Linked DNA regions of Mus musculus: regions 2 and 3 are each linked to region 1. The links are chromatin contacts, called in public Hi-C and HiChIP or PLAC-seq maps. All regions are on one chromosome and are shown on one strand. The core of a region is the stretch at or near the end of the contact, and the rest is flanking DNA. Distances in the headings are between cores, read along the strand shown. Region 1 holds the start of Arhgap15 (Rho GTPase activating protein 15). Region 2 overlaps Arhgap15 (Rho GTPase activating protein 15). Region 3 overlaps Arhgap15 (Rho GTPase activating protein 15).

Region 1 (3,700 bases), core at 310-2,809:
GGGTTCTATCACCTCTATTCATGTGCTGTTCTTTTTATAATACAATGAAATCAGCAATAACATATCAACAAAAATTATCTGAAGAATACAGCTCAGGAGGCAAAGTCTCAGCAGCACAATATTGAAGACCGATTTAAATACTGCTCTCCATAGTGAGGAAATACAACAAATTGAAACTCTAATCAGAATATCAACGCAAGTATATATTACCAAGATCTTCTGACATGCTAACAATAAAAAGTATTGGATACCATGTCCTTAATCTCTATTTTTCTGTAATCATTTCAACAGTCAACAAGTAGCTAGCTTCAGTGTGGACAATTGAAGAGAACTTAAATGCATCGTGACATGAGTGTATCAGCCTGCTGAATAATTTCCTTTAAAACTGACTATGTCAAAAAATATGTATAAATGTCTTTCAATAGAGCACAATAAAAGAAAAAAGATTGTTGCCACTTATCAATCCTGTAACCATTTTTAATAACCCCCAATATTTGCATTGTGGGGTGCACTTCCTTATCCACCAGCACGATAAAATACTGTGAGAGACAAGGGGATAATATCTTGCGCTTTTATTAAATTTTTACAAAACTCTCCAGTTATATTTGTTTAGCTATTTGTCTCAGATTAGCAACATTTTGATGATATCTCTAGCTACATTAGAATGCACGGAGACATTGGCACAATGTCAGTGGCTAAGCAAAGCTCTTGCTGGTTTGCAGTGAACAAATTCTTTTCATTTCAAAGGTTTATTATTTCAGAACACTTAAAAATACAGTTACCTTAAACAACAAAAGGATGTCTCAAGTGAGCCCTCTTCCCAGAAACAACAGCCAGTGAAATCAGGTGAAACGTTTGTTTTCAACATAAATGTCTTTTTATGAATTAGAAAGTTGGCCTGATGTTATCCAGTTCAACACAGAAATGTTAGGGGAAATGCTCAGTTGTGACGAAGCTTATCATTTTATGTGATACAATTTTCTTGCTTCTTAGTGGCTGTTTTATCCAGTTATGTTTGAGAACCTTCTTATAGCTCTTTACATATTGCCTGAGAGGGAGTATTTTTCTCACTGAAATTTAAGAGGCCCTCTCCTATTGTTATTTATAGTGGCTTTTTTTTTTCTCTCGTTATGTGTATTTCTGATAATTCGAGTTTTAAAGTAGCTATCAGTTAAGGGCACATGGTCTCATGTATTTTACGAACAATTACTTTTAAAAGCACTTTCAATCTAAAACTTTTCTATACTCAGTCTTTAACATTTTAGTCTAAAATCATGAAAAGATACTAGTATAATATTTCCATAAAGGAAGTATGAATTTGACAGTTGCAGTTATGAGACAGAATACACCTTTCTGCACTGAAAGAAACAAGCTGATATTTGGCTCATAGGTAAGAGCCTTCCAATCTGTAGAAATGATTATGCATTTGTGCCAGCAATACTTTCAAGTAGTTAACCCACAGTACAAATGTAAAGTTACATACCTTTTCTCCATGGTGACTTGCTATTAAAACTGCCATCAACTCCTTTTACTGACTCTTACAACAAAACGGAAAGGAGTAAGGTCACGTGTCCTAAGGGGAGGCCTGTGTTCGTTGCTGCTTAATTTCAGTACTTAAGAAAAAAAAAAAAAAGGCGGGGGCAAAGGGTGAGCAGAGACTTTAAAAAACAACCCACTTCCTGGGTACATGTAGTTAACCACATTATTCCCCTTAGAGTTTGCCTTGCACAGTCAGTCAATAATATCATTATTTATCAATGTTATAGTCAGTTTTCAAGTGTCGTATATTTATATGTGGTGCATCAAGTTATTCTAAAAGAGAAAATGTGATTAAAATTTTAGCCACTGGGTTGGGTTGGGTCAGGGGAGGAACTGGCTGTCAAGAAGAGTGGAAAGTTCCTCTTTCTCTGTCTTCTAGTAAGGCCTGGGTTATCTTATGTATATTCATGCTATCAAAAAAGCACTGCATATCTATTGGGAAACCAAGACCTCAGCTCTAACCCAGTACTGGTACTTGCCACACTTGTGGCTAGACATACAAGAGACTACTTGAGTTAGGTGCAGATGCACCAGAACTTTAGAGCAGGAATCCCAGAGCCAGCAGGTGCCCAGGGAGAGTTGCTCAGAATGCCTGCTATAGCATGAAACAGCATGAAGTTTCACCCTGGCACATTCTCTCTGAGTTTCCCAAGCAGATCTGAAATGCCATGAAAAATATTTGTGCAAACCACACAGCCCTTTAGTCTAACATAAAGAAAACGTCAGAATAAACTGTCCAAGGGCTGTCCTTTGGGCAAGCGCCTGTCCCTCTGATAGCAAGCTTCAGCTGATCTCAGGATCAGCCCTCATGTGTGCATCTACACTGAAAGTCTGCCCCTTAGTTACCAGGCTTAGTAAGGTTTTGAGATTTGCAAGGTATCACAAAAAGGAGATCGGTGGAAGATTTTGAGGGTGGGTTGGTGTCCTTATCCCTCTACTGGGAGTCCCGTATAACGCAGGAGGTAGCCACTCCATATCTGCTACTGTTAGGAGTCTCAGCTACAGTCACCTTCATAGACTGCCTGAGGTCTTCCCAATGCCAGATCTCTGGCATGTCAGAGTCATTCCCCCACCCCATCCCCCACCAGGCCAATTTCTCTTCACTCTCCCGGCTCTCCCTAAACCTACACACCATTCCCCATCCTCTCTCCCCTGCATTTCCCTTCCTCCACCCATCCCCAGTGACTATTTTACTTCCCCTTCTAAGTGAGATTCAAGCATCCTTCCTTGGGCCCTTTTGGTTATTTCACTTCTTTGGCTCTGTTGGATTGTAGCATGGGTATCCTTAAGGCTAATGTCCAATTATAAGTGAGTATATACCATGCATGTCAGTTTTGGTCTGGGTTACCTTACTCAGGATGTTTTGTAGTCCCATCTTTTGTCTGCAAATTTCACGATGTTCTTACTTTTAATAGCTAAGTAGTATTCCGTTGTGTAAATGAACGGCCCTTACTTACTGGCTGATTGCTATGAAGCGACTTCATGATCAAGGCAACTCTTACAAGAGAAAGAATTTAACTGAGGGGTTGCTTAAAGTTTCAGAGGTTCAGTCCGTTATCAACATGGCAGAAAGCAGACAGGCGTGGCACAGGAGCAGAGTCATTTCCTTCCAAATGTGTGAGAAAATAGATCACAGTATCTTCTCATCAGATTAATTGGATGAGAGCTCTGTGGAACACAGAGTTGGGGACTGCTTTCCAATCTCACTCATTCAATTCGCTGTCTAATGTCCTTCCTAAATGGACCTCCTTAGATATATGGGTCCACGGGTACTTTGCTGAGTGTTCACTCTTGGTGTCTGCAAGGAAGTAGGAAGAATGATGATCGACTGGAGGAAAGCTGAATCCAGGCACCAATTTTGCTGCTGCTGCTTAGCCTTGGCCAAGCCATTTACTTTCCTGAAAACTCAGTGAGTTATCCACATAATGGAGCACAGAGATATAAAAATTCTGCTGTAGGGAGCAAAATAAGTAGGTTTAACTAATCTGCACATCTCTAAAAACTATAAGTTTCTTAGTTACTGGCTGATTTCTATGACGCAACTTCATGACCAAGGCAACCCTTACAAGAGAAAGAATTTAAGTGAGAGCTTGCTTAAAGTTTCAGAGGTTCAGTCCTTTATCAACATGGTAGGAAGTAGACAGGCATGGGAAAGGAGCAG
Region 2 (3,700 bases), core at 709-3,208, 110 kb before region 1:
ATGGGCACTCCGCAATGCACGTACCTTCACACCCCCAGAGCCAGCAAAAGCTCCCTGAGGACACTCAGCTCACATTTGAGGCTGGTATGATGAGTGATGGTGGCTTCACAGGACGTACTAAGGGCTCTGCCTTCACAGAAGCACAAGGGGAATCTTTTGAAAACTGACTATTCACACTTTGCCGCCGTTTCTCAGGTCAGTGTGAAATTAATGCACCCCTGGATTGCACGGTGTGTACAGAGCTCGATTTTCATAAAATTCAACTTTGATTTGTTTATTTGAATTTTATTTTAAAAAAAAAAAACACCAAATGAATTTTGGTCATAAGAGTGTGACAAAATTCCTATCTGTTAACAACATGTCTGTAAGTAGGACTCCTGCTCTTTTGAACTACCTATTTATACAAACTGGCATCCTCAGAATTGATGATTATAAAATCAAAACATCAATCAAGTCTGACAAAAATGCTCTAGGTCTTACAGTATCAAGTGCTCAGACAAGATTTAGTTCTTTATGTTAAAAAAAATATAAACACATACATCTTGTTATGCAAATTTGCTTCCGTTTTAATAAACAGTAAAATTATATGCACACCAAAGAATTGTGATAAAATAAATTTCTTTGATTTATTATCAGTGAATTTTTGATTTGTATGCTTATTTTATAATCCTGGATACCTGGGAAGCCCTGGTCTGGAGCTGCCTTTCTTACACTTATAGCACAGTCATAGTTTATCCTAATAGGCTTATTTATGGGTCTGTCATTTCTACCATATCACAACACCGTGGGAGCAAGAGTCATATATTATTCATTTGGATTTCTCTTTGATTAAAATGATCATGTGATTCCTGGTAGGACTTATTGATTATGCATAGAATAAATAAGTGTGTGGGGTCTCTAAATTTAAAAAAAGTTGCTCTTCCTTTGTCAGTTCTTGTCATTATTTCTGGAGCAACCAGAAGGAGTCCTGTTCAGAAATCCTTACATGAGGATGGGCTCAGAAAGCTCCACCTCTCCCTAAGAGCACCAGGCATTTAATGGTTGCTAAGCAACAGAGTCAAATTCCTCAGTGGTGTAGCCACTGGTACATTGCCCTTGTTCAAGTAAACAACCCCCAACCATACTCTTGTAGGCAAGCCTAATTGAGTGGAGTTGCTCACATACAAGAAAAGATATAAACGTGGGAGAGAGACTTGTTGGTTCTCTTATATACTGTAAGTGGTTCCATGGGAAAGAAAAGGGTAAGAAAACCTGCTGGTAGGATTATGATGAAAGTACAGTGAAGCAGTGAAAGAATAAATAAATTCTTAAGAATCATCTTTACAAGGCTATCCATGCATGGGACTTAATTAATCAAGCATGCGTCTCTAATGTCCCATTGACACATTCAGGTGTTTCCCCATATATCAAACAGGAACTTTAAAGTCATAAAACACAGCAAGTTCCTGGGAGCTAAAAGAATCCATTGAAATTATCCAGGAACAAAATTCTATAACTACACCAGAAAAATACAATACGTTTTAGTCAAGGTCTAAGAGGAAAACCCAGCTGACAGCAGGAGCTGCAACAACAGCGGTGCGTGCTCCAACCTGGAAGCAAAGCTTTTGCTCTTGCATGGAGTGTGACCCCTGACCCTAGGAGAATCATTTCCCTCTTGTTTGCGTCTCACTTTAAGTTCAGCTCCTTACAGACTTATCATACAGGTCACACTTGTTGACAGTATATGTTTGTTCAAAGAAGAGCCATTTAGTTTACCCTGTGATACAGATGCCTGGATTATACACCGACATCACATGTTAGCACCTTGCCTTGATAGCACATGGACAAGCTCACAGCCTCTCTTTAAGACCTACTCTATCCTGCATTTCAATGGGATAAAGAAGTTCATTTATGCTGTAATGCATGTGTTCCATCCATTCTCAGTCATTGTTCGTGGTTTTCACTTCCTGAAATTTTCTGCCTGCAACTCCCTGTATGCAGAAGTGACAACCATCTCTCAAGACCCAGTTCAAGTCCTCCACACGTTAGCACTCCTTCCTTTAAACCTTGAAGAAAAAAAATAGAAGAAAAAGAAACGAACACAAAAACAAACATCTATTCCGTTTCCTGTCTCATCTCATCGTTATTGGCACAGATTTGCTAAGGCAAAGTCTCTATCTTGATTATATCTCTGTGCCTTATATGCAGCCTTAACGAGCAAGCTGTTCATTGTGGGATTTCAATACATATTCTGATGAAGCCTTTTCCCACCAAGGCTGATATAAATAGCACAAACCTGATTAACTGACTGCATACTCACATTAAAGTGAAGTAGATTATAATGAGTCGAAATGTTATTTGGATCAACTCTCCCACTGAAAACAATGAAAAGTGTTAGATTAAAAAATATCTTTTAAAAATTACTTCAGAACTGAAAGTCTGAAATGACAGAGGGAAGGTCATGATAAAGTTTTTATTTGGGTGTGTAAGATGGGATTCTAAAACATACAGGGAAACTAAGTATAAAAACAATGTAACTTCATGGTCTTCTAGGGTCATTTATACTACACATTTGAGCTGTGTTCTACCTCACAGTGTAATAGAACAAGGTCCTTCCCCAGAACTTAGGAAAGGATAAGCAAAAAATGTATTGAAATTGTGAAGGTTTGAATATGCTTGGACCAAGAAGTGGCACTATTAGGAGCTGTGGCCTTGTTGGAGTAGGTGTGCTACCACGGAGGTGGGTTTTAATATCCTCATGCTAGCTTCCTGCAAGACAGTCTTCTAGCAGCCTTCAGATGAAGTAGAACTCTCAGCTTGTCCTGCACCATGCCTGTCTAGATGCTGCCATCCTCCTGCATTGGTGATAATGTACTGAACTTCTGAACCTGTAAGCCAGCACCAATTAATTGTTGTCCTTATAAGAGCTGCCTTGATCATAGGAAACAAGTAGCTCTGCCAGCTGATGGAATAAATCAGAAAAACTTCCAGCAGTAAGAACTGTATTATTTGAAAGTAGGGGAAAATGTTTTTCAGACAGGGAGACAGAAATAAAGACCTGAAAGACACACAAAAAAGTACTCTGAACTCATCTCAAGAAGTCAAAATTACAGAGAGAGAGAGAGAGGGAGGGAGAGAGAGAGAGAGAGAGAGAGAGAGAGAGAGAGAGAGAGAGAGAGAGAATGAGGAGGAGGAGGAGGAGGAAGAAGAAGAGGAGGAGGAGGAGGAGGAGGAGGAGGAGGAGAATTTGGAGAATACAGCAGACTATAAAAAGGGCTAGCTACATCTGAAAACAAGGAAGAGTTCTAGACTGTGCTCAGGACTATAGTAAGTGCAGCATTTACCACCAACCACCACATCCAGCATCCACCACTGGCCATTATCTCCAGCATCAGACACTGACCACAGACTCTATTTAGGACTATAGTAAGGGCAGCATCCACTACTGGCCACACTCTCCTCTGAGGTGAAGTGAGTATGCAGGAGCCCGGGAGCAGGTAGAAAGCAGATGGGCTCCTTTCTCTGTAGAGACTGCTTTCTGTTCTATACTGCTTTCCTCCTAGCTGTTCAGATGGTGGCAATTCATAGGGTCCTTCTGCTATGAAATGCTGACACTAGGTGATCAGTTACTGTTTGTTCTTCTTTCTCAAAACCCTGAAATAGATAGAAGTTCTTTGCTTCCTTTATCAAGTCACTGAGGACCAAAGTCAGGTGATCCTGT
Region 3 (3,700 bases), core at 624-3,123, 87 kb before region 1:
CAGTTTGTGCTTAGGAGATGGGTTTAGGAAAGATCTCTCTGTATCTGGAAACCATTCTTCGGTCTTCTGAAGGCTTTTCTTAGAATTCCACTCTCAATCTGTTTCTGTTTCACTGTCTTTACTTTCACTGTTACTTGATTTTTTGACCGTCATTGAAGTTCGCCAAGCATGGCCTTCCTCCTCCTTGCTGTCAGAGCATCTTATTATTACAATTTGTCTGCATTATAACTTAATTTCACTCTGTGAAGAGAGAGTTGCTCAATTCTAATAGTCTTTGTTGATGTGCGGGTGTACATTTTTCTCTGCTCTAGAATTAAACGGATTATAAGTGGGGGGCATGGCAGGCAGGCAAAATTTAACTAACCTCTGGTTCCAGGATTTCTCCAATCTCCCATCACCTGGAGCTGCTTCCCCTAGGGAAGGCTCTGCCTGATCCAGCACCACAGCTCTTCTCTTCTCTCTTTTTTTTAAAAATATTTTTATTACATATTTTCCTCAATTACATTTCCAATGCTATCCCAAAAGTCCCTCATACCCTCCCTCTCACTTCCCTACCCACCCATTCCCATTTTTTTGGCCCTGGCGTTCCCCTGTACTGGGGCATATAAAGTTTGTGTGTCCAATGGGCCTCTCTTTCCAGTGATGGCCGACTAGGCCATCTTTTGATACATATGCAGCTAGAGTCAAGAGCTCCGGGGTACTGGTTAGTTCATATTGTTGTTCCACCTATAGGGTTGCAGATCCCTTTAGCTCCTTGGGTACTTTCTCTAGCTCCTCCATTGGGGGCCCTGTGATCAATCCACTAGCTGACTGTGAGCATCCACTTCTGTGTTTGCTAGGCCCCGGCATAGTCTCACAAGAGACAGCTACATCTGGGTCCTTTCAGCAAAATCTTGCTAGTGTATGCAATGGTGTCAGCAGTATGTCGTTTGGTTTTCTCATATACAGGGTATGTAGTCCTGGTTGGCTATTAATCTGGATCCTTCTATGTACTCCAGGCTGGCCTTGAACATGCAGACTTCCTTTTTCTGCCTTCCATGTGTCTGTGTTACAGGCATGTTCCTCCATGCCTGCCTCATCATGGCATTCTTGAAATTTTTCAAATACAGTTGAAATAAAACTGTTGTACTGATAACCTGAATGTGCTGTCTTTTCTTGATTTTTTTTTCTTCCTGTTCTCATTCTTTTGTTTCCACAGTTCTACTTATGGTGCAAATCTTATTTTAAATAACACTTTCAAAGAGTACTTGTAAGACGACTCATGACTCCAAATATAAGTCTTTCTTCTCCCACAGTCACTAGTGTAGAACCAAGCCTTTTTCTTGTCCTTGATGCATCTGCTTGTCCACAGGTCTTTCTCCAGAAAAGGCCACGACTTTTTAATATCCCATCATTCCCATAGCCTAACCCTCCTCCTGAATGACCATGGCCTAGACAAATAAATGAATGAATAAGCAGACCCCTGCTTAAGGAAATGAAATAATTAATCTGAAATGGTTTCTATAATAATTGATTAAACTATTATTATTTATTATTATTATCATCTTAACTTTTGAGATGATATTATTTGCCAAACCTAACTCTAACTTAGCAAAATGGCATTTTGAAATATTAAAGATATATTTGTTTCTCTTTTCCAACTTAAAGAAACCCCAGCTGGTCAATAGTATTAGTATACAAAATGACTACTCTTTTTTCTTTAAAACAAGGAAGTACAATATCTTCATATTGCATTTCATCTTCAAAGCCCTCACAAGTATTAATTAACCCACAGAACGATATCAGGCTTAAAAAGGCAACACCTGTGACTTAAGTTTATCTGCAAAAGGCTGATTTGCTCCGAGCCAGGACAACTTCCTGAGCTCTGCCCTCCAAATCCTCCTTGCTCAGGAGGAAGCAGATAAAAAACCCACCACAGGCTTTTGACTCCTGCAAGGCTATCCATAGACACGCCTTACGATGTTTCAATAAAAATAAAGACGATAAAGATTTAACATGCTATAATCAGGGTTATTTTTCTTGAATCTTTGTTTAGGGGGAAAGTGCCTTGAAACTAATTGGACCTCATGCACAGTAGCAAGGAGGAATATATTAATAGAAGATCAAGAAACAAGTGCAAAGTGTATCAGAGTTTTGTGTTAAGCAATCACAGAGTCCCCTGTTCTCATCCTAGCTTCTTTCACTGAAGTCTTGTGATATGCATCTGTGTGGCATTAATGCTATATTTCTTCCTATACTGGGGCCACTGTGAGCATTTTTAGACTCCAATTAGGAATGCTTCGAAAATAACTGTCAAAATACATGTGTTACTCTTTTAATTACCCATGTTGATCACAATCAGCTCTATTATAAAGGAACTGTAAAAAAAAAAAAAAAAAAACATAATAATGCATGGCTCCCCAAAGGAAAATGTACTCATTGGAGCATTGGCAATGACAGTTTTCATTTTATAAAGTAAAACACTTTACTCCAAAATGGGGTAGACCTAATAGATTATTTCAAAAGCTGTAACCAGAACTGTAGTCTCACGATTCTTAAAAATATTTCAGAGAATTCTTTAAATAGGAGGTAAAAGAAGTGAGACTTTTTTACATTACAGCCAATGTTTTGAAAATAAATACACACGAGAATTCAAATGTTAAAAACATAAATATAAACAATAATATTAACTCAAGGAATTTAAATAATTGGCTCCAAATTATTTTGGTACATTGTTTCAGACATGACAGAGTGTCCTGAGAGATACTGACAACAGGACACTATGGGTGACTGGGCTACTGTGCAGATCCATGGAGGAGACAGGGCGACAGGGAGAAATGGAGGAGACAGGGAGACAGGGAGAGATGGAGGAGACAGGGAGGCAGGGAAATATGGAGGAAACAGAGAGAGATACAAGCAACCCCAAGTTGTGGGAAAGACTCTGCAGGTAGATGAAAAGTTCATGCTCATCAGATTTAATGTAAACTTTGTGTCTTCTAGAGAACGTCTTTTCATGAATGGTAATGGGTAGTTTAAAATGTATAGATTTGCTTTTGGAAAAACTTCCTGGTTCTTTTCATTGTTACTCTTCATGACAGTCTACTCTCCAGATGGAAGTTTACATAACTGATGGCATTTCTGCCATTAAAATAAAAGTAAGAATCCAATAGACGTCATAAAGGAAATGTTGAATGTTCCCAGTGCTCAGAAGACAGAGTAAGTTAGGTGAACACTCAGAGAGAGAATGCAGCAGAGCCCACATCAGTACCAGGAAGCAATTAGTTGATATTTTAAAATTTTGGTGGAGGTAGTGACTATGTGTATCTGTGTGTATGTGGAGATGGGGGGAAGATAATCTCTGTAGAGAGACTACAAACTAGAATTTTACTTTAAAAATTAATGTTTTGCTCTGTGCCACATTTTTATTATAGTTATTTGTTTCTCAAGAGTTTAACATCTTGATATATATATTGGATATTATCCCTCTATTAGATATAGGGTTAGTAAAGATCTTTTCCCAATCTGTTGATTGGCATTTTGTCCTATTGACAGTGTCCTTTGCCTTAAAGAAGCTTTGCAATTTTATGAGGTCCCACTTGCCAATTCTTGATCTTAGAGCATGAGCCATGGGTGTTCTGTTCAGGAAATTTTTTCCTGTGCCCATATGCTAGAGGCTTTCCCCCACTTTCTTTTCTATTAGTTTCAGAGTATCTGGTTTTAT

Evidence for each region. Hi-C and Micro-C count contacts between places; a contact is called where the count stands out from the background. HiChIP or PLAC-seq counts read pairs in DNA pulled down with a chosen protein or histone mark.
Region 2: an H3K4me3 HiChIP or PLAC-seq map of bone marrow-derived macrophages shows a contact between it and region 1, with 2.9 times the contacts expected there. The contact joins the enhancer-like site here to the promoter of Arhgap15 in region 1. A contact is called at or near these places in 5 of 39 promoter capture datasets (the C10 cell line, the HPC-7 cell line, macrophages and 1 more), 1 of 484 Hi-C or Micro-C datasets (cerebral cortex), 3 of 115 datasets of contacts at active chromatin or transcription factors (bone marrow-derived macrophages and thymocytes) and 4 of 9 other capture datasets (adipose tissue, liver, macrophages and 1 more).
Region 3: a Hi-C map of the G1E-ER4 cell line shows a contact between it and region 1, with 1.5 times the contacts expected there. The contact joins the enhancer-like site here to the promoter of Arhgap15 in region 1. A contact is called at or near these places in 6 of 39 promoter capture datasets (the C10 cell line, the HPC-7 cell line, embryonic stem cells and 3 more), 4 of 484 Hi-C or Micro-C datasets (the CH12 cell line, the G1E-ER4 cell line, short-term hematopoietic stem cells and 1 more), 5 of 115 datasets of contacts at active chromatin or transcription factors (the 230-238 cell line, CD4 single positive thymocytes, CD8 T cells and 2 more) and 3 of 9 other capture datasets (adipose tissue, liver and macrophages).

What each region holds. Positions count from the first base shown.
Region 1 is chr2:43,746,683-43,750,382 of GRCm38.p6, reverse strand. It overlaps Arhgap15 (Rho GTPase activating protein 15), which reads right to left and starts at 1,559. Exons shown (of 14, transcript NM_153820.3): 1 at 1,484-1,559. The coding sequence starts at 1,494. The region is part of intron 1 of Gm39804 (a long non-coding RNA gene); the gene reads left to right.
Region 2 is chr2:43,861,124-43,864,823 of GRCm38.p6, reverse strand. The region is part of intron 5 of Arhgap15 (Rho GTPase activating protein 15); the gene reads right to left. Among named protein-coding and RNA genes, the nearest start is that of Gm39804, 75 kb to the right of the region's middle. Within about 2 kb of position 1,958, at least 18 of the 459 cell types and tissues checked have an H3K27ac peak or open chromatin away from gene starts, as enhancers often do. A contact at or near this core is called in the HPC-7 cell line and bone marrow-derived macrophages, where this site is marked.
Region 3 is chr2:43,834,279-43,837,978 of GRCm38.p6, reverse strand. All of the region lies in intron 3 of Arhgap15 (Rho GTPase activating protein 15), which reads right to left. Among named protein-coding and RNA genes, the nearest start is that of Gm39804, 48 kb to the right of the region's middle. Within about 2 kb of position 1,873, at least 8 of the 459 cell types and tissues checked have an H3K27ac peak or open chromatin away from gene starts, as enhancers often do. A contact at or near this core is called in the G1E-ER4 cell line, the HPC-7 cell line and short-term hematopoietic stem cells, where this site is marked.